Regions from separate parts of the Gasterosteus aculeatus genome. Here region 2 is linked to region 1. The links are chromatin contacts, called in public Hi-C maps. All regions are on one chromosome and are shown on one strand. The core of a region is the stretch at or near the end of the contact, and the rest is flanking DNA. Distances in the headings are between cores, read along the strand shown.

Region 1 (5,599 bases), core at 1,135-3,634:
AAATGAATAGTCTAAATACACCTTCTTACATCACCTCCACCTCCAAGAAAAATCTAAAGAGTGAATAAAAGTCTCAAGAAAACAAAACAACATCAAAACATCCGTAAACAAACTGATTGGAGTCAGTAAACCAACTTGTTCCTTTTAATTGTTAAGGCACATTTCAACAACACGACAATTCAAAGTGCTTCTCTTAAAAACAAAAGAACCAACAATTAAGAACATTGATTGGAAATAGTAACATTTCTTTATGCTTCCCGAGAAGCATTTTGAAGATAATATTAAATCCACTGCGCCTGCTGACATGTTTGTTGTTGTTGTTGTTGTGTGTTTGCAGACAAGTTCGACCAGTTCTGGGCCATAAACAGGAAGCTGATGGAATACAGCAGCGAGGACGGAGGCTTCAGATACATCCCCTTCAGGATATACCAGGTACCAATAATCCATCTGAGCCCACTAGATGTCGCCCGAACCCTCCAATCAGACGCCAGCGGCTGCAGTCGGCTCCGAGTCGCCACTAAAAGTCCCTTTTGTTGGTCCGAAAACAAGACAGACGATGAGATGAAGGATGAACAAGAGACGGATGATTCTCACCTGCCAGACGGGGGAAAGAGCAGCGTTTGAGTCAAGTGTTTTAGGGGCGGGGGTCCAGTGAAGTCCAGTCCAGTTTAACGGAGTCCGGTCCAGTAAAGTCAGGGAGAAGATTTGGAAAACATTTTGTCTTTTGCAAAGATCCCAAATCTCAGCAAACAAAACCCAAAGGAGAAAAGGGCTCCTCCCCGTCACCGGGTCCCGTGGATGGACTCCATAACGTGGAGGCCTGTGAGGACGCGTTTGGGGAAGAACTAGTGTGGGAAAAGGGAGCAGGAAGTAGAGTGTGATGGAACCAAACAGGAAAACATCATATGTGCCGATTTATTATCCAGCATCAAGCTTTTCGATGAAACTCCACATTCCACATGTGGCTGCGTTTGGCCTTTGTTGTGCAACAGGGAGTCCAGCTGTCACTCAACGGAGATCACAAAGAACAAATACAAAAAGGGCCACAAACCTCGAACCCGCCCTCTCAGACGTGCACTTGCTGCAGCCGAAGCTCAGACCGCTCAGCTTTTCTTCTACTTTCACGGCCCGGATTTAAAGTTTCCACAATCATTTATGAGGCGACTCGGTTTGCTGATAATTGGAGCATCAAAGCCGGTTAAGACCTCAATGTTTGAATTACAATCAACAAAAAGTCAAAAGTCTGGATTGTTTTGTAGATGTTGTGGTCTTCTTCTTACAAGCTGTTGGATTACGTTGTATAAGTAAGTAAGTGTAAAGGACTTTGTCTCTATAAACTTTAATATTGCTGAAAAACTACACGATACTTTTAAAGCTGAACATATTTCTAGAAACAGAGTCTGTGACGAGAAAAACTCAAATGTGTATATAAAGACACAAGAGTGGAAAAAAAGAACAAAAGCTGTTTGGCACTAAATGACACACACAGAGACACACACACACACACACACACACACACACACACACACTGCGGGTCCTTCAAAGGCAGATTGTGGTCTTTAGTGTAAATAACATGTGCTGTGTTTGATGCAGACAGAATTAATGACAACACTCGGTCCAAATAACAGAGGGCTCATTTCCGTCTGGCCTGCTGTCGTCATGGAGACGAAGACACCTCGTGGGCATGGACGCCGCGCTCGCCGTGTCCGCCTTATGTCCCCCCCCCCCGCCGCGTTTAAGCATTTATTTAGAGTTTTAGAGTTCTTACTCTTCCATCCTTCCTCCTTTAAAGGCCGGTTCACCTCTCGGTGACTGAGAGGTCGGAGGAATGCAGGTTCTTTAATGCTCACATATCTTCAGATGGGGGCATGAGAAGGGGGGGGGGTACACAAACAATTACACAACATGGGGATGCTGGAAACGGTTTCTGCTCATAGTTCACATTCATGGACGGCTTTATTTCCTTCAGACAAAGAGTTCTAAATGTATTCTAAAGACATCTAAAAATCCACAGTGGTGTAAGTAGTGTTTTTCTCCGTGAACTATCTGAGATTATCACCAGTTTGTGGGTCTGAGCACAGACCAACAGCTCGGACGTTTTAGTAGATTTACAAAAACTCCATCACGCAGCGTGAATAATTCAATTCAGCTTCTGGGAACAGGAAGGACGCCAGAGGGAGGTTTGAATTTCAGTCTACAAGCGGCTGCTCCCATTGGGCGGAAACACTTTCTCTGCCCCCCCCTCCCCTGTTCTTTCTACCTTCAATTAGGCGGATTGAATCCTCGTGGTCAATTAGGCCCGACGTCTTCTGTCAGCCCCCCTCACACACTGACACCTCCGCTCTTGTGTTGCCGTGCTGCCGTGCCAGCTAAGGTGTCGCCCGGCTGAAAAGAAAAGTGTCCCTGTCCTTCTTTGTGTGGCGACCGGCTCAATTATTCACGGCCCGGCTGACTGTTTCTGGGAAACCCGAGAGGCGGCTTCACGCCTCCGCTGGCACCGCTCCTCAGGCTCGGGTACCGGATCCCCGTCCCGGCCGGTTTTCCTTTTCACAGCTCGGCGATGAGGGGCCGTATTGCGTGTCGGCCCTCCGCGTGACACCTCGCGTGTCGTCTCTTCCCCTCCGACGCCTTCGGGTCCGAGGTGTCAAGTGTCCCCCCCCCCAATAAGTGATGATTCAACGCCGTCTTCCGTTGGGCTTTCGTGGAATCAAATGTTTCGCGATTTACAAAATCCTGATCAATGATTCAAAGAAAATGATTCATACACTTTTGTTTTTGATCTCTGGTTAACTTTGACTTTAAGTTACGCCACTCGTTGGTCTGAGGGTTGGTAGAGACCTGTCAATCAGCCTGCAGCCCCGGCCTAAAGCGTCCCCCGTTGTGTGGTCTGTTTGACTCTAAATCAGGGTCTTAAAAGTGAAGAGGTCCAGTTAGAGAAAATTTCTAGAAGCAAAGGTCCAGAAGATCATAATGTGACTAAATAGAGGAATTGCATCAACATTTGCATGTAATCAATACACGACTAACAAATCAAATTAATTCAGTACGATTCTAAAACTCCACGTAACAAATCCTCTCAATTAACTAAATAAAAGGAGGGCTGCAAGATTAAAATGTGAAAAATTCTGCATGTTCAAATAAAGTGCTTCAATTCAGAAAAAAGAAAAAGCCAATTTCTCCTTTTCTGCTTCACATAATAAAAAAAAAAAAATATATATATATATATATATATATATATATATATATATATATATATATTATCTCCACTCTCCCACCTGTTTGCTAGGTGGGATAATTAAATAAGGGGGATAATTAAGTTCTTCTCCTCACGTGGAGGAGCTCATTGAGCATCACTGCGTTTCGATGGGTTCTAAGATAGATAGATAGATACTTTATAGATACTTTATTGATCTCTCAAGAGGGAAACAGCAGCATGTACAGGGAATAAAATAGAATAAAAAGATACACATTATATACAATATAATAAGAGAAATATTAAATTATTAAATTAAATTAAATAAACTGAAACAAAAGAATAACCTTACAAAAGAGACAATAATAATAATTTGTAAAAGGAGAAGAGGAAGAGCGGCAACATCACAGCAGTACGGGGTTGTTATTGTCATTATTTAGCCTGGGATGATTTATTGTAGAGTGTTATTGCACTGGGCAGGAATGACCTCCTGTATCGGTCCTTGTGACAGCGGAGCTGAAGGAGTCTGTTGGAGAACGTGCTCCGCTGTCCCTGCAGCAGGTGGTGGAGGGGGTGGTCAGGATTATCCAATATGGATAACAATATGGATAAGCATATGAGGCACTGGTTTAGTGCTGGTCACTACAGAGAAGTAGAGTCATTTCCTCATAGACGTCTATGGGAGCAGAGGAGTCGCCCCCTGCTGGTCACTACAGAGAAGTAGAGTCATTTCCTCATAGACGCCTATGGGAGCAGAGGAGTCGCCCCCTGCTGGTCACTACAGAGAAGTAGAGTCATTTCCTCATAGACGTCTATGGGAGCAGAGGAGTCGCCCCCTGCTGGTCACTACAGAGAAGTAGAGTCATTTCCTCATAGACGTCTATGGGAGCAGAGGAGTCGCCCCCTGCTGGTCACTACAGAGAAGTAGAGTCATTTCCTCATAGACGTCTATGGGAGCAGAGGAGTCGCCCCCTGCTGGTCACTACAGAGAAGTAGAGTCATTTCCTCATAGACGTCTATGGGAGCAGAGGAGTCGCCCCCTGCTGGTCACTACAGAGAAGTAGAGTCATTTCCTCATAGACGTCTATGGCAGCAGAGGAGTCGCCCCCTGCTGGTCACTACAGAGAAGTAGAGTCATTTCCTCATAGACGTCTATGGGAGCAGAGGAGTCGCCCCCTGCTGGTCACTACAGAGAAGTAGAGTCATTTCCTCATAGACGTCTATGGGAGCAGAGGAGTCGCCCCCTGCTGGTCACTACAGAGAAGTAGAGTCATTTCCTCATAGACGTCTATGGGAGCAGAGGAGTCGCCCCCTGCTGGTCACTACAGTGAAGTACAGTCATTTCCTCATAGACGTCTACAGGAGCAGAGGAGTCGCCCCCTGCTGGTCACTACAGAGAAGTAGAGTCATTTCCTCATAGACGTCTATGGGAGCAGAGGAGTCGCCCCCTGCTGGTCACTACAGAGAACGCAGCTTTAACACGGGAAGCTTTGGCTTCAGTCTGCTGAACGGGGGGAAGCCGCCTGGTTGAACATCAACTTAATTCGTTGCCCTCCCCCCTTATCTTAAGATCATATCGCGTCTGCAACTAAGGAAGAATTAAGGATTCGGTTCCCACCGGTTCCACTAATTAACACCTCTTCATTCAAAGAAGGAACCATTTAGTGAGATCAGCTGGCGTTTCACGCCGCCACATCGATTTACTACATTAAGGCGCTTTGGTTAACTGCTCTAAATCACCGGCCAGCACCTCGCCCCGTCGGGTGCATAAAGCGGGACGAATACATTGATATCAGTTGATAGATATACTTGTGTGGAAGACGTTGTGTAATGTTTGAACCCAGTGGGAACAGAAAGCCGTAACTGTCGATCGTCTAGAGTCTACTTTTAAACTGGGTGTGAAGGCCTTCACGCACGGAAGCTGTGATGAACAAATGAAACAGAGAATATGAAGTCCAGGGCTTTTATTGTGAAGGGATGCGAGGGTCTGAGGACTTCCAGACAATCGTGATCAGTGAAACATATCGACGTTGCGGTATATCATCTGAACGTCGCTCATCACAGCGTGGATTCTCCTCGCCAGATTGTTGAGAATTGGATGGTTTTCTCTTCATTGAGTTGATGTTTGATGCCTGATGAGTAAATGAATGTTTTCATGGCCTTTATTTTAACACACGGATGCAAATGTTCGCTCGAACGCCATCAAGCGACCGAACTGTGACGCGCTTCGGAGGTTAAAAGAGGCACTCGAATGAAATCCTCTTCATTCGATTGGCCCGCTGAGAAGTGGGCGGGCTTAGAACCGAGCCGCAGAAGACTGTGGGTGGATTCACACAAACGCGTCATAAAATAAAGAGAAAGACAATTAATGTGTTTGCTTGATTCTAATTCCTCACAGACGACGAG
Region 2 (5,879 bases), core at 1,385-3,884, 97 kb after region 1:
GGGGGGGGGGGGGGGGGGGGGGTTATATTTACATATGAAGATAATGCAACAACACAATTAGTTCCAAAGGGGATTTCCTGTCTGATGAGTTTGGGATGAGAGGACAAACAAACACACACACACACACACACACACACACACACACACACACACACGCAGACACACACACACACACACACACACACACACAGAGCGTCCGCTTCCAGCCGGCTCTCAGTAAACGTCTCTACAGTCGGAGCAGCATGGACGCACAAACATCTCATACGGAGTCAGCAGCGCTCTGTGTCATGATGGCACACACACACACACACACACACACACACACACACACACACACACACACACACACACACACTGACAGAAAAGAGGAAGTAGACTTCTTTATTTCCCTGAGGAACTGTGTGTGTGTGTGTATGTGTGTGAGACAGGTTCTCAGGCCGGCCGGTACTTCCTCCTCCTCCTCCTCCTCCTCCTCTTGCTCTTCGTCCTCCTCTTCGTCATCTTTTGTCGTTTGTTCCTCCTCCAGCTGGACTCCAGACAGGAAACAGATGCCGCTCCCCCCGCTCTTCCTCCCTTTTCTCTTCCCCCTCTCCTTTTTCATCTCTCTCCCTCTTCCTCTTTCTCTCCTCCTCCCTTCCTCCCTCTCTCCCCAAGTCTTCTCCCCTTTCTCTTCCCCTCCATCTCTTTTCTAACTTTTATACCCTTGTTAATTTTTTCCATCTTCTCTTCCTCCCCAATCTGCTTGTAATCTCTTATTTTTTCTTCGTCCTTCTTTATCTCTTCTTTGAAACTGGACTTGTTTTGGGGTTTTTTTATTGGTTCAAAACACTTAAGATAATTGAAATGTGACAGATGAAAACAATTACAGAGTAAATGCCGTACGTTTAACATTCAGGATGAATTACTGTCGGCATCGCGGGTCATTGTTAAACCTTTTATCTACATACTATTACTGCATAGCATCACATATTCCATATTCTTAATAAAAAATGGAATCACTCTTAATGAACGGACAACAGCTGTCGACCGGTACCTGAAAGAGGAAAATCGAACAAAACAGAATAAAAATAACAAAAGCAAAATGCTGAGACGGTTTGAGTGAAAATCTGACGAAGGAAGAAGGAACTTTAGAGGAAACGGCAGACGAGGACGAACAAGTCGTCTTGGTAACTGCTGCTGTGTGTGTCTGTGTGTGTGTGTCTGTGTGTCTGTGTCTGTGTGTGTGTCTGTGTGCTGGTGACAGAGAGAATGTGTGCAGTGTGTGTCGCCACCTAGTGTTTATGCGGATACTGCAGCTGCAGATAATAAACATTATTGATGCTCGTTTCCCAGTCGGACGTCCAGGTGAACGTTCAATACCTGGATACTCAGTGTGACACTCGGTGTGACACTCGGTGTGACACTCAGTGTGACACTCGGTGTGACACTCAGTGTGACATCATCCTTCATGACGTCATTTGTCGCTGTGCTCGTTCTCCTCTCCCCAAAAGATCAGCCGTCAAAAGGTCTGATGGTCGCGACGTGTCAAACAAGGGAACATTGGAGAATTAAGAGGCACATGAGGAAAACCATGCAGATGTTACCACTTCCCTCACAGAGGATCCGTTTCGGTTCCTTTGTGCAGCCTGATTCACTCCAGAGGCTCCTAAACGGCGACTCTGTGAGGGGCCACAGTCTTCTTCTGCTCCAGGGTTCAGTAGGAAACCTCCGCGTCCCCGAGTTAAAGATCCGTCCCAGCTGGCAGGAGAAGGTCGTGTTGACCTTTGCGTTGCCTCCTTGGTTTGTGGAGTGAGTGAGTGAGTGAGTGAGTGAGTGAGTGAGTGAGGGGGGGAGGGAGGGGTGAGAATGAAGCATCTGTTTGAGGGAAAGTGCAACTCGGCTCTGTGGAATTGAGTCAGAAATGTCGAATCAATTTGTTTCACAGAATTTGTGTCTGACTTTACAGTCTCAGCGTTTGACTTCATGCTTGGAGGTGTGTGTGTGTGTGTGTGTGTGTGTGTGTGTTGGTGCAGAATTTCAAATGTTTGCTCTGAACTCCACGACGGAGCACGACTCCAAAACGTCGGGCTGGACGAGTTGGTATCGGCAGCGCCGCGTTGCTACCGAGGCCCGCCTTCATTCCCACTTGACCCCTGGAGGTCAGAAGCATGCGGAGTGACGCAGAGGGGTCTCCCTCAGCCCGTCGCCCAGGTGCTGCTACCTGCGCAGGTGTTTGGAAGTGAGGTGGAAAGACTTCACACTGCCTTGGGGGGGGGGGGGGGGGGGCTCTGTTTGCCTGACCCTTCCACGCCCCCCCCCCCACCCACGCTTTCGTACGCATTAAACCGCTCATACGCTCATCGACAGAGCGCCGAGGTGGGAGTGAAACACGAGTCGAACCTAAAAACAAGAGAAATCAGTTTTTAAAGATCGAAATCTGCAGCTTCCTGCAGCCTTTTTCAAACGTATTGTGTCTTAAGCAACAACCGGGGTCGAATAACCTTTGTTTGTGCATGTTGCCAGACGAGGACAAGGAACACTGGGTTGAGTGCTGGGAGATGTGGGAGGGGGGGGAAGGGGGGGATGTCTGGATTTATGGTGCCGTGTAATCCTTCCAGTAAAACCGGTCCAGGGTAACTACTACAGTTTAACTCAACATCTGAATGAATCAGAGTTTCCAAGTATCCCGCTCACAGCCCGCCTCCTCTGCTGACACACACACACACACACACACATGCACGCACACGCACACACACACATCCTCTCCCGGAGCCACAGTCAGAGGAAGCAGCCGGGAGCTGTGGGCTGCTCTGAATTATCATCCAGCGGTGGTTGCTGTGTGCTGGATGTTCCGTGGATGCTGCTCCTGTCGCCCTGAACCCTCGTCTACCTTTTAATTAACATCCTCCCTCTTTGTCTCATCCTGTTTTTCCCGTCCAGCTCTTCCACGCCAAGTCGTAAGCAATCGGTGACATCAAGCGAACCCCCCCCACCCCCCGCTTGCTCAGTCGCCTCCACGCCGTCCCGTCGAACCAGACGAAGGATGTTACACTTTCTCCGCTTTGTGCCTGCGAGGTCGGCGACTTAAAGTTGAGCGTTTTTCTGCTAATGATGCATTCTTTGCTCTGTGCAGGCTGGATGTCTGAGGCTCGTTAGCGGCGGCGGCTCACGCGTTTCCCGGCCATGTTTGAGTCTGCAGATTTACACAGAGCACTAATCTAATCTAGTCCCGACCTGAAAGGCCTTTGGGTTTTTTTTATAGTGCAGCTAATAAATAGGAGACTTTCAGACCACAACGTCTGCTTTTGATGTTGTCTGAATCACACACGATTTCTGAGAATCAATTCGTCCGACCACACGACATTATTATACATTATGACCGTATAAGGTCATTTCCTAATATCATGTTGCGCAATACATTTGAGATCAGAGCTGCTCCAAAATCAGCAACACAGCGTCTGATTGGATGAAGAATCCCAGGTTTGACTTTGCGCAGTGATTGGTCTGTTTGGATGGGAGGTGCAAAGGAATCAATGAGCATAACAAAACGATATATATATATATATATATATATATATATATATATATATATATATATATATATGACATCAGAGGTTGGTTTTATTTCAATAACTTAATAAAACATTCATTATGTTGAAATATTTGATAAATATAAAAATATATACAGTTCTCTATTTTGGATGTGAGCATATGAAGCCCCCCCCCCCCCCCTCCTGGTGTCGGGGTTACCTGCTGGTCATCTCAGGGGCCAATCACAGCACTCATACATCACGTCTTTGTTAGGAGGAAGTCATTAGGGTGGTGCAGCGACCCAGCCTTGACCCCACTGAAGCTGCATTAAAAAACCCGACCCCGGGGGGTCAAGACGGGGGGAGGGGCTCTGAGTTGGCCTCAGCCAATCACAGAGGACCTGGACATGCAGCCGTACAGGACAGATTCTGAGGTTTCCTATGTGTGTGTGTGTGTGTGTGTGTGTGTTCCACCAGTAACTCTTATTCTCTCACTAAAGCTTAACATTTAAATTCCTAATTGGATTTGGCACATTTTCACAGTTGAAAATACCAACTGTTGTGGATGCATGTTCTTGAATACATGACTATTCTGTACTTGCTGCTTCCTCTCGGAACAAAGAAACGAGTTGTACAGTTTTTCAAGAATACACCCTTTGATTACATTTTGTACAAATTCATTTCTAAAATTAACCTTCTTCTGACTTCTATCACCGTTCATACTGTTTTCACAATGCGTTACGCTAAAACATAATAACATGTAAGACCAACCCCGTCATCAATATTCATTTGAAAGTGTGTTTCGCTGTTTGCATTCTGCTTTTCAAGGACTTAAGGATCATTTATTGGCAATGACTGTAGTCATAATCAATTTATGCTACACGAGGAAAGCATGAGCCAACACATTGTCTTCTTTCTTGTAAAAAAACACAAATTAAACTCACCACGTCCTCAGCAGCGTGTACTTATTCCGTTAGCCGTTAGCCGTTAGCTTTCCTTTCATCCACTCCCTGTAGATTTATAAATGTAAACGACAGTATTTCAGAATTTTACAATATTTCTTGTTTTTTGCCGCTTAGCACCTCTGGACCTTGACCTTTGACCTTTGACCGGTGTCTTTCTGTGGCGTGGCGGTGGACCCGTTGCTGGTACTCACTTTCAGCGGACGAGCCGATGCTTCGCCCTTTGGGTGTCTGTTTGATTGACAGGAGGCGTAATGTGGCGCCGGGGCGTCCCCGTCCTTTACCCCCCCATCTCCCCTCTTCACCTCTCCTCTCAACTTCCCCTGCCCGGATCCCCTTTCTGGAGGTCAGAGGTCATTCATTAGGATGCCCTCCATTCCTGATGATACCCACATATACAGAGAGTGTGTGTGTGTGTTATAACCGACACAGGACTCGAGCAGGGGTTGTGAGGGCCGGAGAGGGTTGACAGCTACCATCAGTCTTTAAACAACCACACACACACACACACACACACAGACGCACACTTTGTCCCCGGGGGCCGTGGTGTCCTCACGTTGCCCTGAAAGGGAGTTCAGCACTGACCGGTCACGCTGATGACAGAAGATGTGACGCCGCATCGGTTCATCGCCTCAAACCGAAGCGTCTAACACTCAATCAGGTGTTTGTTTCGTGTTTAAGTCCTCACGTCTCTCTTTCCGAGCTGGGAACGATGGCTGCGGGTTGTCAGCTCACCGGCCTGCGTCGGGTGGACGGAGGCCGACGGCAGCAGACTGGCGGCACTGGGCGGCTCCCAGTAGGAATGCACTGAAATGTGTGAACCAGGGAGGTGCCGCTGGAAACAGGCTCCCAGTCCGCCGTCTCCTGTGGGCAAACAAAGGTGCAAACGTCTTCATTCCCAGTGAGGACGAGAACGTCTTCATTCCCAGGAGGACGCAAACGTCTTCATTCCCAGTGAGGACGCAAACGTCTTCATTCCCAGTGAGGACGAGAACGTCTTCATTCCCAGGAGGACGCAAACGTCTTCATTCCCAGTGAGGACGCAAACGTCTTCATTCCCAGTGAGGACGCAAACGTCTTCATTCACAGTGAGGACGCAAACGTCTTCATTCCCAGTGAGGACGCAAACGTCTTCATTCCCAGTGGGGACGCCGGGTGCTTTTGATGAGAAGAGCTTCTGTGTGTTTGGACGCGACGCCTCCATTGGTCACCGACCAAAGAGCCCGTTTCCTCAGAAACAAGTATGTTTCATCGTTTGGTCAATAAAAGGAGTTCGATCATTTTAGGAGGAGGAGGATGAGGAGGAAGAGGAGGATGAGGAGGGGGAGGAGGAGGAAGAGGGGGAGGAGGAGGAGGAGGAGGAGGAAGAGGGGGAGGAGGAGGAGGAGGAGGAGGATGAGGAGGAAAA

Evidence for each region. A called contact is a pair of places that touch in the nucleus more often than the background predicts.
Region 2: a contact with region 1 is called in a Hi-C map of skeletal muscle, with 6 times the contacts expected there. The contact joins two enhancer-like sites. A contact is called at or near these places in 4 of 6 Hi-C or Micro-C datasets (liver, skeletal muscle, tail fin and 1 more).

What each region holds. Positions count from the first base shown.
Region 1 is chr20:1,419,842-1,425,440 of fGasAcu3.hap1.1, forward strand. It overlaps atg5 (ATG5 autophagy related 5 homolog (S. cerevisiae)), which reads left to right. Exons shown (of 7, transcript XM_040164624.2): 5 at 338-432; 6 at 5,592-5,599. Among protein-coding and RNA genes, the nearest start is that of atg5, 5.6 kb to the left of the region's middle. Within about 2 kb of position 2,385, at least 1 of the 9 cell types and tissues checked has open chromatin away from gene starts, as enhancers often do.
Region 2 is chr20:1,516,532-1,522,410 of fGasAcu3.hap1.1, forward strand. No RefSeq gene overlaps it. Among protein-coding and RNA genes, the nearest start is that of s100a1, 11 kb to the right of the region's middle. Within about 2 kb of position 2,635, at least 3 of the 9 cell types and tissues checked have open chromatin away from gene starts, as enhancers often do.